Regions from separate parts of the Mus musculus genome. Here all the other regions are linked to region 1. A link is a contact called in public promoter capture Hi-C data. All regions are on one chromosome and are shown on one strand. The core of a region is the stretch at or near the end of the contact, and the rest is flanking DNA. Distances in the headings are between cores, read along the strand shown. Region 1 holds the start of Btbd6 (BTB (POZ) domain containing 6). Region 2 holds the start of Pld4 (phospholipase D family, member 4). Region 3 holds the start of Tmem121 (transmembrane protein 121).

Evidence for each region. Capture Hi-C pulls out chosen DNA fragments and counts their contacts.
Region 2: a promoter capture Hi-C map of liver shows a contact between it and region 1. The contact joins the promoter of Pld4 here to the promoter of Btbd6 in region 1. A contact is called at or near these places in 14 of 39 promoter capture datasets (the 3T3-L1 cell line, the C10 cell line, the HPC-7 cell line and 8 more), 6 of 484 Hi-C or Micro-C datasets (B cells, the N1E-115 cell line, cerebral cortex and 3 more), 4 of 115 datasets of contacts at active chromatin or transcription factors (the HPC-7 cell line, T-cell acute lymphoblastic leukemia, embryonic forebrain and 1 more) and 4 of 9 other capture datasets (adipose tissue, embryonic stem cells, liver and 1 more).
Region 3: a promoter capture Hi-C map of adipose tissue shows a contact between it and region 1. The contact joins the promoter of Tmem121 here to the promoter of Btbd6 in region 1. A contact is called at or near these places in 4 of 39 promoter capture datasets (cranial neural crest, neural stem cells, pre-B cells and 1 more), 1 of 15 datasets of contacts at CTCF or cohesin (large pre-B cells) and 2 of 9 other capture datasets (adipose tissue and liver).

The regions. Positions count from the first base shown.
Region 1 is chr12:112,974,994-112,978,666 of GRCm38.p6, reverse strand. Btbd6 (BTB (POZ) domain containing 6) reads right to left here and starts at 2,104. Exons shown (of 4, transcript NM_201646.2): 1 at 1,685-2,104; 2 at 1,518-1,608; 3 at 1,296-1,414; 4 at 1-1,163. The coding sequence starts at 2,061. The coding sequence ends at 131. All of the region lies in intron 5 of Brf1 (BRF1, RNA polymerase III transcription initiation factor 90 kDa subunit), which reads left to right.
Region 2 is chr12:112,759,047-112,762,719 of GRCm38.p6, reverse strand. Pld4 (phospholipase D family, member 4) reads right to left here and starts at 2,065. Exons shown (of 11, transcript NM_178911.4): 1 at 1,937-2,065; 2 at 111-194. The coding sequence starts at 1,963.
Region 3 is chr12:113,184,343-113,188,015 of GRCm38.p6, reverse strand. It overlaps Tmem121 (transmembrane protein 121), which reads right to left and starts at 2,113. Exons shown (of 2, transcript NM_153776.2): 1 at 2,058-2,113; 2 at 1-37.

The sequences.
Region 1 (3,673 bases), core at 855-3,354:
GCTGATAGAGAAAGCCAAGCCTTGAATGGTATCAGTAAGGCAGCTGGAAGTGTCCTGCACCTCCACTGCACTTACTGTGTGGACTCTATGGAGGAAGAGCCTGGTGGCAAGTCCACTCCAACCTTACGCCTCAGGCATAGAAGATGAGCTCTGGAATCTGTCCACCCTGAACTCCAGTCCCATTGGTACTGTCTGAGGAGCACTGGAACTGGAAGGCTACCTTCCCACACTGCACCTCTGTCATTCCTTCTTGCCCAAAGTAGCTGAGCTCACTGCCGTCCAGGACAGCACTGGCAGTGTAGAAGGTGTCCTGCTCCACCTGGACCGGGTGCTCAAACCAGACTGGGAAAGTGTTGCTGGATCCGTCTGAAACAAACTTGGTGAGGTTCTGAGCCAGGACCATCCCTAGCCGCTTGAGTTCAATCTTGACGCTGTACTCAGCCTTCCCAGAGCTGGACCCATACAAGCCCAGCCCAGCAATGAACACCCTTCTGTCCACTGCAAACTGGATGCTGTCACAGCGTCCACGGTACCTCCACTGGTTACTTCGGTAGGCAGAAGACTGGAAGCGGTGGCACCTTTGTGGAGCAAGGCCCTTCCTCTTGGTCAGGGGGAAGTCAAGGAGGGGCTTTTTGGCAGCAGTGTACCAAAGGAAGATGTTGTGGGTCTCTTCTAAGGTCAGGATGTCTGACTGGGCGGCACCATTGGCAAACTCCTCTAAGGTCATAGTTGGAATTCGGACCAGGTAGAGGGCTCTTCCCAAAACATGCCTCTTGTTGTGAGGAGTGACTGGGAGGCCCTGTCTCTTACATTCTGCCTCAGCCCAGTTCAGGACGGCCTCGAAGACCACAGCCTCCTTGGTATTGAGGGCCTCCCTGGTCACAATGATCTCCAGTGTCTGCCGGTCAATTTCACAGAAGCCTTCAGACCTCAGGGCCATTTCAGCTTGTGCATCAATGACTTCCCAGCATCTCTGGGTCAGTTCAGGCTCCTCAAACAGTCGGCTCTGGGACAGCAGGACACAAGCATTTTTGGCTTCCAGACTTGTTTCCAGAAAGTTGACGCAGGCCTTGGCCAGGGCAGGCACGATGTACTTCTTAGCAGCATACAGAGTGGCAAGCACTGTGTCCGCCTCCAGGTCGATCTCATCGCTGTACATGTACCTGCGTAAGGCAGGGGCTCTCCTGGGGAGCTGCAAGGGCTCCCCTGCACAACCTCTGGGGTTGTAGCAAACAGGTAGGGGACCATTGGAAGGTAACCACCCCATCCTTCCAGACCCAGCGCACAGCACTTACTTTAGCAAGACCAAGAAGGCAGCAGGCTCCACATCGGGAATGTGGATTTCTGACTTCACTTCCGCAAGATCCCCGTAGAACATGGCATAGAAGACGGAGCTGCCGACAGCCAAGACATACTGTGGATGAAAGAAAACCACCTGAGCTACAGGGCAGTAAACAAGGTCCAGGGAGACGCACCTAGCCAGGCCCACCAGGGGACAGGGCTGCGCCCTTACCCACCTTGTGGGCGGGCACACGCCTGGCAGCCCCCAGAGCCCCCACGATGAAGTGGACGTCAGCCATCAGCTCGTTGTTGAACATGAGCGCATTCCTGCAAAGGGCAGAGGCACACGGGCTGGAACGGCGCGCGCCCGGGCTCCAGAGCCCGGGGGCGGGCGGCGGCTCACCTCTCGCGCAGCGTAGGATGGAAGGACTGCCAGTTGGGGCTCTCGGGATTGTTGTTGTCTGGCAAGGGCGGCGCGGGCAAGGGCGGCAGCGGGGCGGGTGCCAGGCAGGGCGGGCAGCAAAGCCCGACCTTCGTGCTCTCGGCTGCGCCTGCCGCGTTGCTGTTGGCGATGTCGGTGGCAGTAGCTGCAGAGGGACTGGCGGGCGGGTACAGTTCCGCGGCCATCTTCGCTACTGCCGGGGCGGGCTCCGCACTGGTCGGTGCTGCGCCGCGCGCCTTCGCGCCGCGACGGGGCCTGGGAAACGGCTCTGCGAGCACCAGCAGGGAGGTTAGGCACTGCGCCACCCGCCCATGCAGGCAGGCGAGCGGCAGCAGCATGGGGCCACGCCGGCCCTGCCCGCTACCCACCCGCACCCCACACCCCTCACCGAGCCCGCGGCTCGGCCGCAGGGGGCGCCGTCCCGCCCGTACCCACTGCTGCGGCGCCGGCGTCTCTCGTCACTGTGCGTCAAGACGCGACTCCTCGTTCCAGGGCCCCGCCCCTGGGGGAGGTGTTGAAGCTCCGCCCGGGTGCCCAGGTTTAAGGGCGAGTTGTGGTTGCACCTTCTATCACTCAGAAATGAGATTTTTTTTCCAACAGCTCAGGCTTTGAAAAATCACCTGACCCAGCTAGCTTTTCTTCGTGGAGGAAATGAGTCTCTAACGCAAGGCTTGATCTCCCTTTTTGTGTACAGCTTCTTTAACAGAGCACAAAGTCAAGGGCAGTACACCTGTTATGTCGGAATTTCTTTTTCTGTCATGAGTCTAGACCTCATGTGCCACAGGGTGACCTCAAACTTTCTACATAGACCTTCCTTTCTAAGTTGACTACTCCAATGGGTTACATTTTGTTTGCCAGTTTATCCAACCGTGTATATATCAACTCTATATCCCAGTTGTGCTGACCATAGGGAGGCAATTTTATCCTTTCCAGATCCTAATTGCAATTCTTTGGGTCTTTATCCAGAAGTGAGATGATTGGATAAAATGGTAGCTCTTGATTTCTCATTTTTATTTTATGGATGTGGATGTTTTGCCTGTACCTGGTGTTTGCAAAGGCCAGGAGAGGCTGTTGGATCTCCTAAGACTAGAGATACAGATGGTTGTGAGCTGTGAGCTGTGGGTAGATGGGTGCTGGCTCTTCAGCAAGAGCAATAACCACTCTTAAGCACTGAGTCATATCCAGTGCTTCGTGCTCCCCCCGCCCCTTAGGTTTTGAGACAGGGATTTTCTGTGTAGCGCTGACTGTCCTGGAGCTAGCCTCAGATCTGCCTGCCTGCCTCCTGAGTGCACCATCACTGTCCAGATACAGTTACTTGTTTGAGCAAACTTTGCAATGGCCTTTGTTCGTGCTTGTATTATTTATCAGTCCTCCACAGCGTGCACTGCTCTTTTCCCTCATCCTGGGTAAACCTTGTTATAATGTTCTGGGTTTTATAGAGGCTATGCTAGTGGATATGAGGTGGAATCTTGATTGCTGATGTCAACCTTTCTGTGTTTCTTGGTCATTTGTATATCTTCTTGGAAGAAGTACCTCCATGAGTCGTTTGCCCACTTTCCAATCAGTCTGCTTCTTCACTGCATTGAGCTCAGTCTTTAGGACAGATGCTTTCTCCCTTTTTTGTGGTTGTCTTGACTGGACAGACTCCTTTGCTGCATTGATTCTTTGCAGTCTGAAGTTACTATGTTTGTCTGTTTTTGCTTGTGTTAAATCATTGCTCTGTGTTCTCCATGGTTTTGCTATTGGTGGTGGTTGTTGTTATCTTTTTAATGTGTACACCTTTGGTCTGTTTGGGCAGAGTACTACATGTGACAGTAAACTTTGTTTCCAGCCTGTTTGCTGAAGAGACTGCCCTTACATCTTGTGTCCTCCCCGCCCCCTTTATTTGTTTGCTTTTTTTGAGACGGGGTCTCGATGTGCAGCCCTGACTGTCCTGGAGCTCTCTATGTA
Region 2 (3,673 bases), core at 816-3,315, 220 kb after region 1:
AGAGAGAGAGAAGGAAAGTTTGGATGTGGTTCTGATTAGGAATTGGGCTTAAACTTGTTTTCAGAAGACTGAGTCCCTGGCCAGACTTCCTTTAGGATCTCCTGACCTACCATGCCAAGTCCGCTATGTGGATCATGAGATGTGGAGCAGGGCCAATCAGAGACCTCCACTGCTGTCTGGAGTGGTATCCGCATCTGTACAGAACAGTCTGTGTCACCAGCAACCCCAGCTCCATGGTGTCACCTCCTTAAGCAGTCCCTACAGAGGCACTCTCCAGCCTTCAGACACCAGTCACAGCTCAGGCATGGCCTCCCGCATGGAACCCATGCCGGCTGAGCCTACACCTTTCCCAGGGCTGTGTCCTGCTTGTACCCTATGGCTCCCTCAGTGTCCCCTGATTTGGTGTCTTGAGTATGTGAATCTCAGTTCCTTATTCCAACCACAAGTGAAACCAGGCCTGAAAGTGCAGTTTCTGCTTGGGCTGCCTCATCCACCCTTCCTTATTAGCTATGAGCAGCTGCTTCCCTTCCCCAGCTGGCCCCCAAGTGTGGCCCCATGGTAGGCAGCTGGCTGTAAAGTGGGGCATGGCAAAAGGGCCACCAAGAGCCAAGCCTGGCCCTGCACTGCTGTCAAGGCTGGGGACGGCAAAGGAGGCTACAGCTAGTTAGGGTGGAGAACTCACCATGTTCCTTCAGTGGAGTCACTACAGAGTCAGGCCAGTCATTCAGGAGGCCCTGTGCACCCCAGATGGGTCACCCAACCCCTGGCACAGACACGAGCAAGGCACTGACTTCCCACCCTCCCAGCCTGAATGCTGTTTGGAACCTAAGGCACTGTATGATTGTAGTTGGTTGGTTGTGGAATCTGGGGGCTTCTTCAGTTCTGTGGGTCAGGCTATCACTCCAAGAGTGGTGAGACTAATTCCACTGTCCCTTAAGGGTTGTCTTGGACAGCAGCCTGTAGGCATGTGGCTAACCTTAGCACAGGGAATGGATTATAGGAGATAGGCCTGGGGCTCTATCTACCCTCGATGCCCAAAGTTACGGGGAAGTGGAGCCTAGAAACCACAGTGAGAGGATGGGGGCGGGGGAGAGGACCAGAGTCACCCACAGAGGCCCAGCACCCTCTTACCAGAGTTCCTTGAAGAAGGGAGTCAGGAGGTCACTTCCATCCAGATCATGGCTCATGTTCTTAGATATATCTCCCACCCTACCCATAGCAGGCAGCTCAAGTGACCGAGGCAGCTTCAGAAACCTAGCTTCTGGCTCTGACCAGTCTTATAATGTCCAGTGGGGCACAGACATGAGGTTCTGGGCCAGGGTTACCAGGCAGGGCTATCCCTCAAAGAGCTGCTGGCCTACCTCTCCCAGCTGCTCTGAGAGAAGTGTTCTCATCCCCTAAAATAGTTGGATTGGCAAAAAGGCAAGAATGCAGCAGCCGTAATCTGGGACTTCCAAGGGCCACAGACTTCTGACCTCCTTGTGGTCACTGGGAGCTACTCTGAGGTCAGGGTAGGAGAACGATGAAGGGCGGCTCTAAGCATCTGCAGACCTGTCACATCCTTGGTCCCTGTGGGTCTTTCGAATCCTTGGGGTGGGACTGTCTGGCTAGAGGGAAACACTCCCTGGTACTGGCATATCAGGAGAGGGGTGAGCTGGGGGATGGGCTTTAGAGCCCCCTGAGCCTCAAGGTTCTGGGGTTCCTGCCCTGTGGGCTAAACTGTGGACCCGAGGCGTGGGATAGGACAAAGCTGCCCAGTGGCTGGAGACTTTGATACCCATTGACCCTGGATCCATAGATCAAGCAAGGAGTGGACATCTGCCAGCCAATCTGGGTGGCTTGTGGGACCTAGGGTGCTGGGAGGAGGGGACTGTGGGAGGTAGACAGACACCCCTCTTGAGGCCCTCTGTCTGGCTCTAGCCTGGCTACCACTTACCTCTGGGTGCTCTTTCTTCTTGTCCATCCTGGTTCCAGCCACTGTCTGCAGGCTTTGCCTGTGCAGGCAGGCACCTGCCTCCTCTCTGGCCTGCTGCTTCCCCCTTCCATTCACTTCCTCTTTGTTCTGAGCACCCCACCCCCACGTCAAGACAGATCGGGTCTCTAGGGGGCGGAGCTGAGAACTTTCACCTCTGGAGAAAAATCTACCCTGCTTGCTCCTAGAGAGGGTCCCTCAGTCATAAACCAAATGTTGGAATTAAGTTTGACTGCAAACACCAAAGTCTCAAGTAAGAGAGCCTCAAACTGACTTAACTTCTCCAGGGGCTCATATATTGAAGACTGGTAATTTTATTGAAGTTGCATCATGAGCTAATTAACAAATTGTGCAATGATAGCCATGATGGGAGGAGGTGGAAACTGTGGAAGGTGGGGCCTGATTGGAGGATGTAGGTTTCTGGGGCAGGACTTGGCTCGCCATGTCTTATGCCTGGGTTCTTCATCTCTCTCTGCTTCCTGTCTGTTATAGGGCAAGCTGCTTCCCTCTGCCTTGCTGCTGTTACTATGCCTGGCCACACTCTAGTTCCATGGGAATGGCAACAGCTGACATTGGTTAAAACCTCTAAAGCTGCAAGCCAAAATAAGTCCTTCATCCTTCAAACAGTTTACCTCAGGTCTGCGTCATAGTGAAGAAAAACTGACTGACCCACCAACCATACCCTGCAACCAGTTTCTGGAGAAGTTATCAGTGACACAGTCACAGGAAGTCTTAGCCTCCAAACCCTGGAATTCAAACTTCACAGCCCTAGAATGGCTTCCAAAGCTCAGCCATCACCTCATATCCCTAGCATAGAATGAAGCATCCCCAGAACACTTCTGGAGACTGGAAAGGGAACTTCCATTTATCTATATTAGCTACAACTCAATCTACGCTTGGCCACAGGGCCATACCTAGCTGCAAGGGAAGCTGGGATCTGGAGGTAGCCATGACTCACCCCGCTGAGGAATTCAGGTGAGGCTGTTCCCTGGCCTGTCCACAAACATAGGCTTACTAGTGGCTCCTTGAAGGGATTCTGCCTCCCCTCATAGTCCAAGATGGATCTTCTGAAGACCAAACCTTGTTGCCTTTAGATCAGGGTCTTGGGAACAGCCCCAACTTTGAACAGGGTCCAGGTTGACTTCCCTCCTCCTTGGCAGGCAGTAGGCCTCAGTTCAGGGATATGGCCTCAGAGTGTCCTCAGGGGAAGAGTGCCAACCTCACAGGGTGGGGAGTACTCCTGAGGAGCAGGGCCTGACCTCAGTGACCCGTGTCCAGCCTGGTGGGCAAGAAAGTGAGCAGAAAAGGGACCATCCTTCACTTCCTGTGGGATAATGCCCTAACTTGGCTTTGGGGTTGTTGTGGGTTATCCACCAGAGAAGACAGCGCAGACATGGGTCTAAGCCAATAGATTCAGGATCCCATTGTAGCCCCAAGCCTTTCTCAGGGTGAGCTTTTTTTTTAATGCATTTTATACAACAAACATATTAATAATATTGAGTATTTTGAGCATCAAATAATACATAACAATTTGCTCAATTTTATATTCATATCCTTTCATACCCTAAAAATATCATTAATGAACACTTATTACTATCCATAACTGAGGATCCTATATCTAATGTTGAATGCTAAATTGTTCCAAAACATACAAAGTATTCTTTGGGAATTAAGCATAGTAAAAGAGCATAAAATATTAAA
Region 3 (3,673 bases), core at 864-3,363, 210 kb before region 1:
GGAGAGCGCTGCTGCTCCCGGCCGGCGAGCTCGGAACCTGGGAAAGACCAAAGACAAGTCTGATTGTGGTGGCCAGTGGCACCGAGGTTGGGACTGGTAGGGCGCACGGCAACCTTCCCAAGCCTAGCTGTTTCCTGCGCATGGTGCTGTCCCCCTGCCGGGTGCGGGAGGCCTCCTTGGACGCACGCACGCGCCGCTGCTAGCACCGGAGACCTGGAAACCCTGAACTGGGCCTCCAGAGGGCGCTGCGGCCCCACCTGAGGGACCGATCTCATTCCCGCCACCGCCTGGAAGGAAACGGAACGGAAGTGGTTTCTCCCCGCCGCCACTCGCATTCTAAATGCCCTGGTGATTTGTCGCGGCTGGACCCACACCTCCCTCTCTCCTAGCTCTGGCAGCCTAAACCACAATGCCCCGGCTGGCGGCTTTAGGCCGCTTCTTTAGAGCTTCAGGGCATCTTCTGGAGATGCGCTGAAATAGCCGCACAGGAGAACTGAAGACCCAGGTCCCACCCTGGGGACAAGGCACTGAGCAAGTTTTCTGATCCTAGATGGACGGTCATTCAAATCCTGAGATATCCATCCTACAAGTCCCTCATGCCTATGACTTTTTTTTTGCACCACCAGCACCCCCTTTTTCTTGTATCCACAGTCAATCGCTCCCCTTCCTTAGGCTAAGGCAAAACAGACTATTCTCTTCCCTGACCCACCATTGCTAGCCATCGCCCCAGAAGTGTTTTCCTCCTGACCACACCTCCTGCTATACCCTCTCTGGCCTAGCACACTTGCACCTCCAGCTCCTCTGATCGCAGGGCCAACCTCAGGAAAGCCATCAGTGGGATTTAGTCTCTCCCTATGTTCCTGGCACTGGCTGTCATGTCTGTGGTACTCAGATGGCCAGATTGTGCGTCCTGATATCTGAGCTTGTTCACACCACCCAACCCAAAGCCACTTCCAATCAAGGCCTCTCCTCCAAAGCACCTGGCACAAGGGCTCTGTTTACTGTCCTGTCTAGACAAAGACATAAAATTTAGTGTCACCCATGACAGCGATGCATTCAACCTGCTCCTGGTGACACCACAGTAACCCTCAAACTCCATCTCAGCTTCTGCCTCTTCCATTCACCCCTGGGGTTCTCAGTGCGCTTCTATAAGGTGTTTAGGAGTCATCTGCCCACAGCAGGGCTCCTCCTTGTCAGGTACACCCACTCTCACTCCCACTGGTAGGTACTCCTCTCCCAGGACGCACAGGCTGGACCCACCCCTGCCCACCTGGAACTCCATTGGCTACAGCCAAAACCTGAGAATTCCCTTCCTCTTAGCAATTGTCCAGGCCGAATAGCCTGCTGCTGGCCAACCCATTCCATCATCTGCACACCATCGCTCCCTTGCTCGGTCACTGTCAAATACCAAATGTCACGAGCCAATTGGTAATGGGACAGACCCCAACCGCTAAGAGAGGAGTGCCCGGCCTTCAGAAAGCCAGAACCCAAGCCTTACGACCCCTCCCCCACACTCTGCCCTAGCCATGTTCCCAGAGACCCAGCCCAGGTCCACCTGGCCTGAGTCTCCCACGCCAGGCCCAAATGCCCTAGCAACCCTGCCCCCTGTTCAAGCCTCACACCAGAGAGAGATTCAGGGCCTCCAAGCCCTAAAATGCCTGTCTCTCTCTCTCTCTCTCTGACGCTTTGCAAGATACCCTCTTAGCATCTCCAAAGGAGAGGCTGAGGCGAAGGAGGGTCCTCTCCTCCTCAACCCCGTTGAGGAGGGTCTAATGGCTCCCAGCAGGTTGCGTTTCAGTTTGTCTTTTCCCACTAAAGGTTTCCCCAGTGGGGCTTGGGCCTGGTCCCGCCGCCATGCAGCTGCCCCTGCCCAGCCCACGGCCTGCAGCCTGGGGGCGGGAATAGTATAGGCCCACTGGCAGTCGCTACCGCTGCCGCTGCCGCTACCGCTGCCGCTGCCGTTGCCGTTGCCGCCGCCGCCTACCGCCCAGCTCTGCCGACCCGCTTGGCTCAGCCACCCGCCTCCTGCTGTCCCGCCGTTCGCATCCCGCGCTTACCCGGCCGGCCAGATGCAGCGCGCCGGCCGGCCCCGCCGAGCCTCCGCGCCGGGCCCAGGCGCTCCGTGCTGCGCTCCGCCCCTCCGCCGCGGGCACCGCCTCCGGCCGAGGCTCCGCCCCGCGCCCCCTGGACGCCCGGACCCCAGCCAAGAGAGGACCCAGGTCCTAAGGCTGTTGCGTAGTTCAGGTTGCCATGGCGACAACTCTGCGCGCTCAGGACAGGTGGCACTAGGTGACAGACAACCTAGCATCCACCCCAGACCCTGTGGTCAGTCCACTCGGCCTCACTCACAGCAAAAAAATTGTCAAAGAGTCCTCCTCACACCATGAAATGGCTCTGTATGTAGCTCTCCAAGCTCAGACCCTGACAGCCAATAAAGCGACTCTGCTTTCCTGCTTCAGGAAGACCTCTGGACTGGGACCCGCGGAGGTGGCTGGACAAAGGGGTGGGACTAAGTGCCCCGCTAGCTAGCCGCAGTTATACCTCCTGGCCAGACCTCAGCAGTGGCTCACAGGCTCACAGGGACACACACACGTTAGGGCCTAGATCCCAACACTGGAGTGTTATACTCTATGGGGAAAACCCAGCTGTGAGGCTTTCAGTCAGTACAAGGAGGGCCAAATGGGAGTGCATCGAGGCTCCAGGATAAGACTTCTCTCCAGGTCCTGCCTTCACTGAGTGACCCATTCCTTACCTGACAACCCAATAGCAGGGCTGCCCTGCCCAGAGGACAACAGGAGGCTAACTGGTTGCCTACGCTTCTTCCCAGAGCTGCAGCTTCGCTCTGCAAGCACTGAGGGCAAGAGAGCTGAAGGAACTTGAAGGGGGGAGCTCCTGTCAGCAGCCTAAATGACATTGGGTACACTTGGCAGCCAGCTCTGAGTGATGCATTCTGTTCTGGTGACCCTGGGAAGCTAGAATATCAGGCCATACTGGGTCACCCTCCTAGTAGGGGGTGGTTCCAAGATGCCCATCGTCGGGAGAGAAGGCTAAGGAACAGCCCTGTAGTAAGCAGTATGAGCCCCAACCAACCAGCTCTCTCCCCAGAAGTGCAACAAGACCCCGAAGCTCTCGTGTACCCAGGAAGAGGCCCTGCATCTAGCAAGGAAAGGTTCGATCTCCTCAACCTAGAGAACCAGGGGCCTGGGGGGAGAACACCCCTGACAGAGTCAAGCAGGAGTGAGGAGGCGGCTGGGAGGAGAAGGACAGGTGGCAGGTGGCAGCCCTGTCTGCTCTGTTTCTTCCTTCGTTCTCCTACTTCCTCTCAGCCACGGTTAACCCAACCCTCACCTAAAACCTGCCAGCTTGCCTCAGTGCTCTCTCTGTATCCCATGCCAGCATCCTCGAATCTGTGGGCAAACACAGGGAAAGGGGACGCTCCAGCTCTGCTCATAGTCAGGACCACAAAAGGAGACATCACCCAGGAACCATATGGGTGGGTGGTCCAGAGTCTTTACGAAGGTCCTTACAAGAGAAAGGCTAGGGTGGGTGGGTATGGGGGACTTTTGGTATAGCATTGGAAATGTAAATGAGCTAAATACCTAATAAAAATGGAAAAAAAAAAGAAAATCAGACCGGCAAAAAAAAAAAAAAAAGAGAAAGGCTAGAGGGTCAG